Linked DNA regions of Mus musculus: all the other regions are linked to region 2. The links are chromatin contacts, called in public Hi-C and promoter capture Hi-C maps. All regions are on one chromosome and are shown on one strand. Each heading gives the region's core, a stretch centred on a gene start, on an enhancer-like site or on the middle of the called end of the contact. The rest is flanking DNA. Distances are from core to core; before and after follow the strand shown. Region 1 holds the start of U2surp (U2 snRNP-associated SURP domain containing). Region 2 holds the start of Morf4l1 (mortality factor 4 like 1). Region 3 holds the start of Gk5 (glycerol kinase 5 (putative)). Region 4 holds the start of Pls1 (plastin 1 (I-isoform)).

The links. Promoter capture Hi-C pulls out the DNA fragments that hold promoters and counts their contacts. A called contact is a pair of places that touch in the nucleus more often than the background predicts.
Region 1: a contact with region 2 is called in a Hi-C map of B cells, with 6 read pairs. The contact joins the promoter of U2surp here to the promoter of Morf4l1 in region 2. A contact is called at or near these places in 3 of 39 promoter capture datasets (the C10 cell line, cranial neural crest and pre-B cells) and 2 of 484 Hi-C or Micro-C datasets (B cells and CD4 T cells).
Region 3: a contact with region 2 is called in a promoter capture Hi-C map of pre-B cells, with 5 times the contacts expected there. The contact joins the promoter of Gk5 here to the promoter of Morf4l1 in region 2. A contact is called at or near these places in 3 of 39 promoter capture datasets (cranial neural crest, frontonasal cranial neural crest and pre-B cells).
Region 4: a contact with region 2 is called in a promoter capture Hi-C map of cranial neural crest. The contact joins the promoter of Pls1 here to the promoter of Morf4l1 in region 2. A contact is called at or near these places in 1 of 39 promoter capture datasets (cranial neural crest) and 1 of 484 Hi-C or Micro-C datasets (CD4 T cells).

The regions. Positions count from the first base shown.
Region 1 is chr9:95,510,680-95,514,076 of GRCm38.p6, forward strand. U2surp (U2 snRNP-associated SURP domain containing) reads right to left here and starts at 1,317. Exons shown (of 28, transcript NM_001357974.1): 1 at 1,138-1,317. The coding sequence starts at 1,182.
Region 2 is chr9:90,113,041-90,116,225 of GRCm38.p6, forward strand. Morf4l1 (mortality factor 4 like 1) reads right to left here and starts at 1,780. Exons shown (of 12, transcript NM_024431.3): 1 at 1,496-1,780. The coding sequence starts at 1,535.
Region 3 is chr9:96,117,529-96,120,868 of GRCm38.p6, forward strand. It overlaps Gk5 (glycerol kinase 5 (putative)), which reads left to right and starts at 1,901. Exons shown (of 16, transcript NM_001368879.1): 1 at 1,901-2,084. The coding sequence starts at 1,923.
Region 4 is chr9:95,843,288-95,846,793 of GRCm38.p6, forward strand. It overlaps Pls1 (plastin 1 (I-isoform)), which reads right to left and starts at 1,992. Exons shown (of 16, transcript NM_001033210.3): 1 at 1,884-1,992.

The DNA of each region.
Region 1 (3,397 bases), core at 67-2,566, 5.4 Mb after region 2:
CCTTTACTACTTGCTAAGTAAATCTGGGGCAATCATTCAGCAAAATGGCAAAAATTTAAAAATTAACAAATAAATAAACGTCAGCCTTATTAGAAAGAGAGCAAGTTTGGTTTGTTTCTCAAACCAAACAGCAAATGCAAACAGATAATCATACACTTTACGTTCCGAGACTCTTTAAATGTTATCCAACTCCTTATCTCTGCATCTCAAGCCTCGCCACTGGTTTATGGCAGTACTTAGGCATCTTTAATACCGAGATGGGGACGAGAATCTCCAAGCAAAATAATCCAAAATAGATAAGTAAATAAATGGGATTAAACACGCTGGCCAAAATGGCAACTAACACCAATTGTTAACCCAACCTTACTAACGCTTAATTACAGTTCAACGGTTTCCCAAGCAATGCACAGGGCTCCCTATAAACTCACATGTAAGGGCATTTGGGCAATTTCCACGTCTACCGTAGTTTCCCTTTCCAATGGAAACCCCACATACTGCTTGAGACCCTGAGTCTGCGGCCCTCAAGAGGGATGTTGTTCACTTTTCACTTCCCGGGAAGTGGGAGGAAAATCACATGGGAAGTGTGGCTCTAACCCTGAGGCTCAGAGAGCGGCTCCCTCCGCACGTCCCAACCCCAGGCCCTCCACTGGCGGGTCTCTCGCACACCCTTGCAACCCGTCCAGCCTAATTTCCTGGACGGCAAGGAGAGAAACCGTGTAAGGCCAGGAACGAGTAAGAGCCAAAGTAAAGAAGGGAGGACGAGGGGGGAAGAAACAGGCATCTAAGACCGGGAACCTTCCCGCCTCTCCCAGCCTCTAGCCCGCAGCCTCCGAGAGCAGCAAGGGGTGATACAAGGACGCCGGACCACCTCGGAACCACTGCTCTGACCCACAAAGCCGAACGAGGTGACCAGCCCCGCTCGCCACCAGGCACGCTGGTGTGGGGCTGAATCCCAGTCGGGACGGACGCGCGCTCGGGCCTCTCAACCTGCGCACCTTGGTGCAGCGGTGCCAGGCCCACTGTGGCCAACAGGCCTCAGCCCCTCGCCCCAGGAAACCCTCGAAGGCCAGAGGCTTCTGTAGGCCCTCGACCACGGTGAGAGACCCCCCTGACTGACGGAGATCTCTAAGAAACTACCTTTGAACTGGCCTTCTGAGATCCGCCTGGCGTTTTGTCGGCCATCTTGAGCTTTGCTCCTCCTTCAGCGGAGGCAGCAGCGCGGGTGAGTCGAGCACCGAGAGAACAGATAGCAGCCGAGCGCGCCAGAAAGGCTGCCAGGCCGAATAGCCGAACGCCGAGACGGAGACCTCCGCGGCGCCGGGGCCGCGTGACTTCCGCGTCGAGGCGCTTTTACGCGCCCCGCCCACCCCGCTCGCCTTCCGGTGAATTGCGGCGCCCAGTCACGTCACGCGCCTGCGGAATTTAGGGACTCTCCTTGACCCGACTTTCAAGGCCAACTGATAATTCAGTCATTTTCCTCCCAGAGCCAACCGGCGTTAGATGCGAGCGGGTTCTACTTCCTGAGGGGGGAAGGAAGCTGCTCTTTTAAAGCAACTGCAGTAGCCACGTGAGCCGAGCGTCTCACCTCAGCTGATGAGGCAGTTCGTCGAGACACTTTGCCGCACGATCCCCCAGGGGGCACAGGCCTTGGTGGCAAGGCAAATTTGCAATCTGCTCACGTTAAAAAATGGTGAGCAGTGACTTCAGAGTTGAGAAAAAACAGGGAAATAGGATAAAAACTGTTTAGGACGTCGGAGCATGGTACCTGCATAGACTGGGCATGGAGTTGGGGAGGGATGGATCGTAATATAGACGCTGTTCTAAAACGAGCATGTTTATTGTTACTGTGCAGTACAGGCACGCCCTAGCAACTGTGGGGAGGTTAAAGGACAGTTTGAAGGAGTTGGTGGGATTTGGGGATCGAAATGAGGTTGGCAGGTTTGCTCAGCAAGTGCCTTTTTCCCTCTGAGACTTCTGGCTACCCGCACCTATTTCTTTGAAGCATAGTCGCAAAAGTTGTGTAGCAGAAGATAGCCTTGAACTGCTGATTTTCCCGCCTCAGGTCCTGGGAATTAGTCTTGGGCCACCATGTCTAAGCTTTTTGTTAATTGAAGGGAAGCGGGGAATGAGTAAGTTTGGTTTGATTTGGGTTTTTCCAGTTTGTCGGCATTCCACCCCTGGCTGTCCCTGTGCTGTAGACCAGGCTGACCTCAAACTCGGAGATCTGTCTCCCAAGTGCTGGGAGAAAACGTGTGTGCCATCACCTAGATTTCAGTTACAGATAAGGGTCAGACCTAGAGAAGAGGCTCAGAATTGGAGATGTGTGACAGGACCTGAGAATGGAAATAAATTCATTTGGGCTGGAGGGCACAGAACCGTATTATACTGTACTTTCATGCATAGCAACCGTTACTTTCTGATCGTTGGCTTCCTGTTACTACGGTTTCTATCTCTGGTACCTGGCTTATTTATACCTCATCGCCTACCACCAGATTTTATTGATATTTATTTATTTATTTATTTTGGTTTTTTCAAGACAGGGTTTCTCTGTGTAGTCCTGGCTGTCCTGGAACTCACTCTATAGACCAGGCTGGCCTCGAACTCAGAAATCTGCCTGCCTCTGCCTCCCAAGTGCTGGGATTAAAGGCGTGTGCCACTACCGCCCTGCTTATTGACCTTTTTAGAGAGTTCAGCAATGTAGCCTCCTAGACTAATGCTTCCCTGGTCGCTCCCCCACCCCCTTCACTATACCCCCATCAACCAAAAAATAAACTTCAACTTCTGTATGGTAAATGTACTTGCTTCTGTGACTCCGTCTCCTGAGCCTACTCCTACTCTCAGAGTTCATTCTTTCTTTCAGTTCCCTCCCCTACTGCTCCTTTCTTCAGTGTCAGTTATATACAGGGTTACTTTGCAATCTCCTTATTCCCAAGTTTTACACTGTACAGCCTTATGTCTGTCTCTGTAAGTCACAATACTGTGGAGGCTTTTATATATTAAAAACAGCAGGGTTCCAATAATAAATTCGGAACAGATTGTGAAACCTACTTTACAGCATTCATATCACAGCTTTATTTAAAATATTTGTATTTAGGGTTCTCTAGGGTCACAGAACTTATGAGTATTTTCTATATAGTAAGAGAATTTATTGATGACTTACAGTCTGTAGTCCAACTCCCCAACAGTGGTCAGCAGCAGCTGTGAATAGAAATCCAAGGATCTAGCAGTTGCTCAGTCCCACAAGGCAAGCGGGCGAAGAAGGATGAGCCCTCCTTCCAATGTCCTTATGTAGGTCTGCAGCAGAAGGTGTGGCCCACCTGGATCTGGGACTTGCCTTACTTAGTCTCCTGGGATTAAAGGCATATGTACTACCTTGCCTGGGCCTAAGCTTTTCATA
Region 2 (3,185 bases), core at 530-3,029:
ATTACTTTAGCTGTAGCTCACCCATGGGCTGACTGGACAATGAGCTAACAGAGATCCATCCACCTGCGCAGGTCTCCACACTCCCTGAACCTCCACTGGGTATAGAGCAACACCCCGTTCCCCATACACACACAAGAGTTTCTCTGTATAGTTCTGGATGTCCTGAAAAGCTCTAAGTAGACCAGAATGGCCTCAAACTCAGAGATCCGCCTGTCCTTGTACATCGATTAATTAAAACGTTTCGATTTGGAACTTGAGACTTTTAAAAGTCTGGCACTTTACTGGTTAAACATCCTAGAACAGGAGTTACGCAAGCGCCTGGACCCAGCATGTATGATGATAAACACAGACGGCCGTATCTGGCAGTAACAAGTTTAAAGTGTTCCTTTTTATGCTTATAGTTTTATTTCCTTTAGTATATCAGTAAATCACCTCGACAGATGAGTTGTGAGAACCGAGTAACTGCTTTCCATTAGCAGTAACCGTTCATCAGCAACGTTCTCAGTCAAAGCCAACTAATAAGCGTTAGCTTTCAAATCGCCATTAAAATCGAATACTACTACAACCAGTCAAGCAACTACTGTATTTAAAAATGACAAAGAGGCCATGCATCTCAAGATGGAAACGCCCTAAGGAGGAACTAAAAACTGTTTCCACGAGAACCGCTCGGCAGAGCACAGAGTACTTAAAGGGCCCTGGCGCACAGCTCCAAAAACAGCAAAACGATGCCCTCAGGCAACAGCAAGCCTAGGAACTCGCTCGGGCGGCTCCAGTTTTATTTTTTTTTCTGTCCCCACCCATCACTCAGAGGCAAGAGGAGGAACTGGTCTGCGCGTGATCGCCGTGCCAGGGGGCGCTGCATCTGGCCCGAAGCTGCGTGTAAGCTGCGAGACGCCGGCAGCCATGATGGCGCGGCCATCTTGCCGCGGCCATCTTACAACGCAGTTCTCCCGCCGCGGGGCGCACAGCCCACCCCCCATCCCCTGTCCTCCCAACAGCAGAACTCCACACAACGCCGAGACAGAGCCGCTCGTTTGTCCAACAGCCTCGAACCTTCGGCCCACAGTCGCCCGCGCGGCCCGCGGCCGAGAGCTAAGCGGGGAGGATGCGCTGCCGCTGCTCCCCTCCCCCACGCCACATCACCTCCCAACCGTCGCCGTCGCCATCGCTCACCCGCCCGCCGGGCACCTCCCTTCAATAGACTTTCTCCGCTCTCGGAAAAACAAACAAACAAGCGCCGAGGCTCTGCCACACGCACGGAGATGCCCTCGGCCCTGGCCGTGGCCGGGGGCTCGCTTTCGCGCCACCGAGCACTGTCGCGGATGACGCACTGAGATTACCCTCCGCAGTGCGCCTTTCCCCCTTACAAAGCAAGGCCTGCACGGTTTCCCCCGGCCGCAAGCCCCGCCGACCCCGACCCCCAAACCTCCAGCGCCCTGAGTCAGCCTCTCTCCCGTGCACCGTTAGATGCCTCTCCCCAAAGCGGCACACTCACCCTCCTGGAATTTCGGCTTAGGGTCCTGCTTGGGCGCCATTTATAAGTGATTCGCCGCCTCCTCCTTCTCCCACCACCCCCGACTACCGCCCCCTACTCTCTACCCCACCCAACTCAGCGTCAGACGCGCCGTCGGCCACAGCCAGCTCTACATCCTGGGCGCGATTTGCCAGCGCCGCCTGACCTCACAGCACCGCGACCCGCGCAGCCGCCGCCTCAGCCAACGGCTAACCGCTACGCACACAAGCCTGCGCCCGTGCCGCCCAGAGGCATGCCGGGATTGGTAGTTCGACCTCGGATGACGCCAGCAGGGTGGGGGAGGGGAGTGGGAGACAATTGCCCCCCCCCCACGCCCGCGATCCACCACCGCCCCTGTCCCCAACCCCAGCCCTCTAAGTATCCAGACCCCAGAGGCTTGTTAAAACCCAGATTTTTATTTTCTGTAGGTGACAAAGAGGAAGGAATAAGTAAATCACTAGCTAGTGACGAAAGGATGGGAAAAACTCAAGGGGGGCAGATGCTTAGATAGGAAATGAAGCCAGGTAAATGTGGTGGGGTGTTGAAGTGGCCTGAGGACAGGACTGTCTCTGCAGCCTGAGTTCCACGGCATCACCAGGACTTGGCCTAGGAGAGCGCTGGAAGCCAGAAATGAAGCTAGATGCGAGTGAGAAGGTGATCCTCTCCAGAAGCTTCGGTGTCTAGAAAGCCATGCCCTGTTTGAGGGAGTTGGGGGTTGGGAGGGGGTGGGGGTCCGGTTCCCATGACTATTTGTAGATTGCAGCTTCTGACTCTTGAAGTACTTAGTCTCACTAAAGGGGGCAAACCTGGATTGCTGTCAAAGTCAAGGTTCCATACTTAACCCCTTTGTACCATCTTTTGCCATCTTATTTCTTTGGGGTAGTATTGGATGTATACTCAAAAAAAAAAAAACCCAACCCACAACAACAACAAAACCTCTCTTCACATTGTTCCTATGTTCAAAAACTCCTTAATGTACTCTGCTGTGAAATAACACTGTACCCCTGTACCCACTAAATTACATGAATTGCACACAAAGGATCAGAGCTGTTAATTAGGGAGATAAGTCAGAAAACAGTCACCCTGATATTTGAAGCCCTTCCACACTTTGTAGCTACCTAATTATCCTAGGCAAACCTTTATGTCAAAGCCTTTTCTCTTTTCAACAGAGTCTTACTAAATATATTTAACCCTGGCTTGCCTGGAACTGGCTATATAGACTGAGAGGACCATGAACTCACAGTGTCTAGCTCCTGAAACTCTGTCTCTATTTTTTTTTCAGTTATTTTTTTTTTTTTTTTTTTTTTTGAGACCAAGTTTCTCTGTGTAGCCCTGGCTGTCCTGGAACTAGCTCTGTAGACCAGGCTAGCCAAAACTCAAACATTTACCTGCCTCTGCCTCCCAAGTGCTGGATTTAGAGGTATGCACCACCAAACCTGGTTCTGATGTACTTTAAACTACTTTGTGAAAAGTTTTCTCAGGTTACATTTCAACCAGCAAGTTGAGGATACCTGTTTTCCCACATCCTTGCCACACATGTTATTTCCACTCTCTGATTTTAAATCAACAGAAGTATGTTGTGCAGAAGAAGCTAGGTATAAGAGTGAACATTTTCATCATTGATTCAAAATCAGGACAGCAGCCAGGCAGTGGTGGCACATGCCTTTAATCC
Region 3 (3,340 bases), core at 651-3,150, 6.0 Mb after region 2:
ATTGCTATAATTCCAATGTGAGGCGAAGTCAGGAGGAGTGGCTTGAGTTCTAGGCCAGCCTCTGGTACACTCAGACTCTGTCTCAAGAGAAATAAAACAAAAATGAGAAACTTTTTAAAAACTCTAGACTAAGTATTTTTTAAGATCTGCTCTTTCACACTTTAGAAACTGCTGATGTTTGACCTTACGAAAATGATCACAAAGTCGCAGAGTATAAAACCCCCAAGAAATACCTCTGTGAGAAGTACACCAACTGTTAACACTGCCTACACTGAACTTTTCTTAGTTGTAAGCAGGGAAACTAATGGCTAACTGTATGAATAAGCTTGACTAGGTTACTTGTACATTGCTGTGGGAGGTGTAGTTTAGATGTGATTGACATTTAAATCTGTATCCCCAGTAAAGATATCACACACACACACACACACACACACACACACACACACACATGACTGAGCTTCCCCCGATTAGTTGAACACCAGGCAAGCTTTGGAAAAGGGCAAAGGCAAGCTTCGGGAAGGAGGAAATCAAAACTGTAAGCATGGAAGTGTGCCTTCTTTTCCAGGCTGCCAGCAGGCCCTACAAGTTTCTAAGCTTGCCTGGACCTACAACCAATTCTTTAAAGTTTCTTTCCCTCAGGAACTGGGAGAGATAGCTCCGTAGGTAATGTGCTTGCCAGTCAAACATGAGGACCAGAGTTTGGTGCCTATTCACGACAAGAGCATATAGAATCCTAGGGAGCCTTTGGTCCTAGTAAGAGATTGCCTTGAGGAACAAGGTCAAACTTCAGTTGTGGCTCTCAGGTTCTGGCTCTGCCTTCCCTCTGGTATTTGTACAGTTTCAGTTTCTCAAGAGAATCGGACAGCATAGGACTATTAGTCATGCATACAACGCTGGAAAGTCTCTCTCTCTCTCTCTTTCTCTCTCTCTCACACACACACACATTCATGCATGACCAATTGGTCACCAACGATATAGGGCAGACCTGTGCCAGATGGTGCAAATAGGCATTGCTGTGTAGAGACAGACTATTAAGAGAAGCCACAAACAAACAAAAATAAATATGGTGTTCACAGTCAAGCTTCAAGTGACAACCCAAATCCAACTTGGCAAATCTCTGGGAAGCAAGTAGGCTAACAGAGTAATATAAACAAGAAAATATTCCTTTAAGCTGATAAGCTACCCACAAAACATTCTCACGAAATTTAAACTTTGTGTCGCGGCAAAGGCCCTTTAGTGCCATACAAAACTTGGACATCTATTCATCGTTGTGTAATACATGCAAGCTTTTCTGGGAAGACTTCATGAGGAACCTCCTATACTTTTGAATGTCTTCCCACGGACTGGAAAGATGGCTCACTGGTTAAGAGCACTAGTTGCTCTTGCTGAAGACCGGGGTTTGGTTATCATTGCCTACATGGAAGCTTGCAATCGTCGGAGGTCCTCTTCTGACTTCTACATGCATCAGGCACATGTGGCTCACACACATAAATACAGGCAAAAAACTAAGTGAACATGAAAAAAAGTTTAAAATTTTTTCATCTCACTTGATTTTTCCTAACAGATATTCGTAAAAAAGTAATCTGGGCTAGAAGGGAACTAAAAAGTTTCAAAGTAACGGTCGCTGAACGGTGACATCCAGTACAGCGCTGCGGTAAACGCCATCTTTGCCAAATTCCCACGAGCTGCTCGGCGCGCTGCCCTGACGTCACGGTGCTAGGGGCGGAGCGTGGGGTAGCAAGGCTTCCCGAAGGGGCTGAACGAGGCGGGGCGGGGTCTTGTGAAGGGGCGGAGCCTAACTCGTCGAGGGGCGGGACAGGGCGCGGTGTAGGAGGGGCGGGGCCGCGAGCTCTCCGCCCGGGGTCTGGCGTTTATAGCTCCGCGCTGGCCGGCCCGTGGCGACTGCAGTGTTCGGGGTCGCGATGTCAGGGCAGCAGGAGCGTGCAGAGCGGCAGCGAGAGGAACTGAGCGCGTCGGCCTCGCCGCCCTCCCGCTTCGTGCTGGGGCTGGACGTGGGCAGCACGGTGATCCGCTGCCACGTCTATGACCAGACGGCGCGAGTGCGAGGCTCCAGCGCGCAGAAGGTGACTAGGCGCGGCGGGAGGGTCTCGGGATCTGACTGCACCCTAGCTCTTCCTGCACCTCTGGGGGGCTCGGGCCGGCGTGGCCCGGTGTCTGTCTCTCGCTTCCTGTCCCGCGGGACTCAGCGCTCTAGCTTTACCTGGGTGGAACCGAGGTGACTCTCGGGGCAGCGCGGGCAGATTGTGTATATGTGGACAGAAGGTGGTTAGTGATTTGCGTGGTTTTTCTGCACTTCCTCGTCGACCTTTTATGCCTTTTAGCTCTTCAGATTTTGATGGAATATAAAACTGTGGGTTTTTTTTTTTCGGTTGTGTTATTTAAACAATTCGTTGCATTTATTATTTGTGTATCTGTGTGTGCTCGCGTGCTATATGGCACACATTTAGGAGTCAGAGGACAACTTTCTTGGGCATCGGTTTTCTCCTTCCACCATGTTGGCCCGGTCCCTAGGATTGAACTCAGGTCTTCAGGCTTGGCAGAAGTACTTTTACCGCCAAGCCACCTTACTGGTTGCGTTCGTAAAAGTGCTAGGTCCTCACATTAACATTTAACTTCCATGGATATTGGAGACACTGAGCACATTTTGAAAGCTTTGTTATCCTTATTTCTTTCCATCTTTGAGAATTCATTAAAAAGTATCTTCTGGCTTGAGAAGCCTGCCAAAGCATTGGTTGGTCTTTGTTAGCAAAGCCTTAAACCTCAGATGATACTAGTTAACAGCCAACCCCCATTTTAATAAAGCGCTAATTTCTATACAGTGGTCAATGCAGTTGATTGAGTGTAGTGTTCTTATTTACTCCTTTAAATACTAGCATTTTCTAATGTTTAAAATATTAGCGAAGGGATATGAGAGCCATTTAACTTCTTCCTTACAGCACTGGGCTCCCCCCTTTTTTCCCTGTGCTATCCTACATCGACTAGGGTAAAAGTTAAGTAGTGACTGCCTTAAGAATTTACTTTGAGGAAATAGACTAGACGTTCCCTTCAGGGATCTGAGCTAGGAGGTGAGTTGCAGCAACTGCGCTGCTCGCTCTCTCTCTGGCCAGCTGTGTCGGAACACTGCCCACCCACTCAGTCCATCCCTGTCCCAACCTTTAAGGACAGGTCTAAGGCACATACTGAGCTCTTGTCGTATTGCAAGTCTTTATCACAAACACAACGATACTTCTTAGTTTTTCTTACAATTCTAGTCACAAAGTACTTTTGCTGAAACGGTGCATTTTAAATTTTTTTTTTTTAATTAAGGAATGAGAGTTTG
Region 4 (3,506 bases), core at 742-3,241, 5.7 Mb after region 2:
ACGCTCCTCACTTCGGCTCCCATCTCCAGGGCTCCCATCTCCAGGGCTCCCAACTAATCTGTGATTTTGGATTTTCAGAAATCACTCCAACTTGCTTTTTTTGTCTCTATCTCTTGCACTGCTCTAAGGTGAACTCCCTGACCACCATAGACCATGCACACCAAATCCCCGGAAATGTCCCTCCTCCTGCAAACAGCAGCTGAGATGAGTTTGAACTTAGTACTGGGTGGGATCTTTTAAGTCATACACTCTCCAGAGTTTACACACCTAACAACTCTACAGTCAAAAAATAGGGATGTGTTCTAAACAATAATTCAGGAAGCTGTATCCAAAGGGGAGTACGGCAGCACGGACAGAAGTCATAAAGCACTGTGGGGTTGGGGTTAGGAAGAGAGCTACACATGGCTGCTGCTATCAAAGGGAACTTCCAAGAAGAGGCTACACCTGAGCAATGAGCTCACACCCGGGAGGGAAACAAGCAAGCATTCAGTGTGAGAAAGGGCACAGGGTTCGGTTCCCAGACCAGCATCCCCATCAGGGAGGCTTGAGAGGTGTGTGGCTTTGTGAATAGAGGGATGAGCAAGGTAGGAACTAACTCCCTGCCTCCATCAGACTGAGCGGGAGAGGCTGGAAGAGAAAGAAAGGTCAATCATCTACAACAAGAAGAATATCAGAGAGGCACAGTAAAGAGATCCCTGAAATCAGAAAACCAGCTTCCCAGGCCCTGCTTGGCCCTGAGGGGCGAGCGCGGGCAGAGCAAGTCATCTAACCTCCCTGGTCTCAGCTTTCTCATTTGTAAACTGAAGCAGCTGAACTGGCTGACCTCAGAGGTCCCTCGGAACAAAACCAGACCAACTGTATATTATTTCGACCATTAAAACCCTCACGGCAGGAAAATAAAGGGAAGGGGGGGGGGTCTTCTGTGATCTCTTTTCTAGTTTGTTTTTTCCTCCTCAACTTCAATTTTCCGTTTCCTACACTTACTACGGTCACGTGCCTCTCGCATCACAAATTTAACACTTTCCTATAGAATTTCACTAATGAATTAAGTTTAAAGAGGAGTTGGTTACAAGAGGTGGGGCGTGGAATTAAATGCCCTTGCTTCACCTTTGTGGGGCCAAAACATTGGTCTCTGTATTCATCCTGAAATTCTAGTTATGATTCCACATTCCTCCAACAAAGAAATGTTCATTCCGTGTTGGCCCCATACAGTCTACAACAGCTTTGAGGTAGGATACATGTCTGTATAAGTCACACAATGTAAATAACTAGGAAAGTTTTTCTTTTCAATACTACTCATTGAAGCCTGGGATGGGGGTAATAATGTTAAAAATGGGTTTCTGTATTTTGTTTTGGTATTTTTTTCTTTTTAATTTTTAAAGCTTATACTCGAAAATGCAGCCTGCTGAATCGCACAAAATTCTTGGCACTTTCCCCTAAGACTGACATTTCTTGCACTGCATCCAGAGGCCCCAGGGCTCCTGGAAAGGCACTTAAGTCCAGCAAACACGGATGCAATTTCATTCTGTCCCTACATTCGCCTGTGCACCAGAGGCGAACACAGTAACACAACTTAAGAGACACACCAACGGATCAGAAAAACCTCTTCAACAGCCACGCAAAGTTTAAACCAGAAAACTTAGTACCCTCCCTTCCTAGATGCAGGGTATCACGATGTGCTTCCTGGGCTGGGGCTTAAGCAGCGACACACAGGACTTCACACCTGAGCGCAAGACTCCGCCGCAGGGCAGGAGCGCGCCCGCAGGTGTCGGAGGAACCCGGAGCCCTCGCCGAGCGCCGCTAAGCCAAGCTTGCCTTTCCTGCCCGGCCTCCCCCTCCTGACCCACGCCCGCTTGTGCGTTCAGGCACCCAGCCCCCGGTACCTGCGGCGGCCGTTCGGCAGCTCCTGCCCGGGATCCCCGCGCCCGCTGGTCTGGTCCGCTCCGCTGCGGCTGCCACTCACCCGCCTCCTTGCTCCTGCGCTCGCGCCACTGCGCATGCTCGTCCCGCACCCCCACCCGCACGCTTGAAATCCACTCGCCAGGTTTTAGTTGCTGCACCCAGGGGAGAGGCCACCAGATCTTTGCAGTCAGGTGAAAGGAGGCTTGCAGGAGCTAACTAAAGAGGTTTGTGTTGAGGTTGGGGGATGGAAGATGGGGAAGTGGACCCGCGCTGCAGGGGCGTCATCCCTGCTGCCCACGCTTCACTCAGCCTAATTACAACTGTCTGCACCCCTGAAATGAGTTTTAGCACGGTGGTTCTCAAACAAGGGGGCCTCAGGTTTTTGTTCAAACAGCTCTCAAACCCAGAGTATCCGCATCTTTTATCTGAATGCTGGATGTTTCTAATGTGTTCTCAGAACACTAGTATGCATAGCACTTTTGAAAACTACAGCTCACAAGGTAAGATAATTATTAAAGTAAAACAATTTCTCTCATCCTTCTCCCTTCTGGGGAATTCAGATGATCCTTCCCTCTTTATTAAACAGCCACACCTATTTAAAATAAATAACCAAAGCCCACACTCAAACAAAGGCAGGACCTTTTTCCAACAACATCTGAGTCAAGCCAACGGAACGCAGCTTCAAGGGCTCTTGTGTGCTTTTCTGGTAGCATGATCCACAGGTGTGCAGGGTACTTTTGCTGTCCTTTGACCTAAGGTCCTAGGTGACCCTTGGCCCTGTAGTCCTGAACTGATGCAGAACAGGTAGCAATCAGGCCGGTAGGAATGTGGCTTCAGTACACTGAAACTGTTTAAAGTCCAAAAGAATTGGTTGGGCCAAAGAGGAGTGAGCTAAGGACTTCTCCGTGCCTAGAAAATCCCATAACCCAGAAAGTCCAATAAATAACGTTTTTGTCTGAGTGCAGATGTACAAGAGGAATTGTGTTCTCTCAAAATATTTACTTAAACATGTATGTACAACATGACTTAGCCATTTCATTCTTAGCTCTTGTCCAAGATAAACTAAAGCATATCACATAGAGGCTTGAATACTGATGTAGTAGCTTCCTTCTCTTTTTCTGTAGCCACAGTTGGAAGGAATTGACTGTCAAAAGCAAACGTGCTACATCAGCACAATGGACTACTACTTGGTACTAAAAGAGAATGACCGATCTAAATGCTTCACTATAGATTGCCACATCCTCCTATACCAGGAGTGAAGGAAGAAAAAGAAAACACACAGAGAGAAATGGACAGGGAAAAAAAGCTGAGATTGGGTGGTCTGGGCTCCAAGGTTGAGAAGCCACAGGGTCCTGGAGATGGTTTATGTGTAGTTTATTATGTACAGTTGAATGGGGAGGTGGGGTTATTGCGTGTAGCTGAACAAGGAGGCAGGTGTAGGGAGACTCAGTGGGAGAGCGGTGGGGCAGTCTCTGTAGGAAAGCAGTCCATGGGCAGCAATGGTGACCTTTTCAGCCCACACGACCAATGCCTGTAAATGGTCCAGAGGAAGGCTTGGCCATCCCTCTGAGCCTTTCCAGACCCAGGGAAGGCTTTGCCATCTC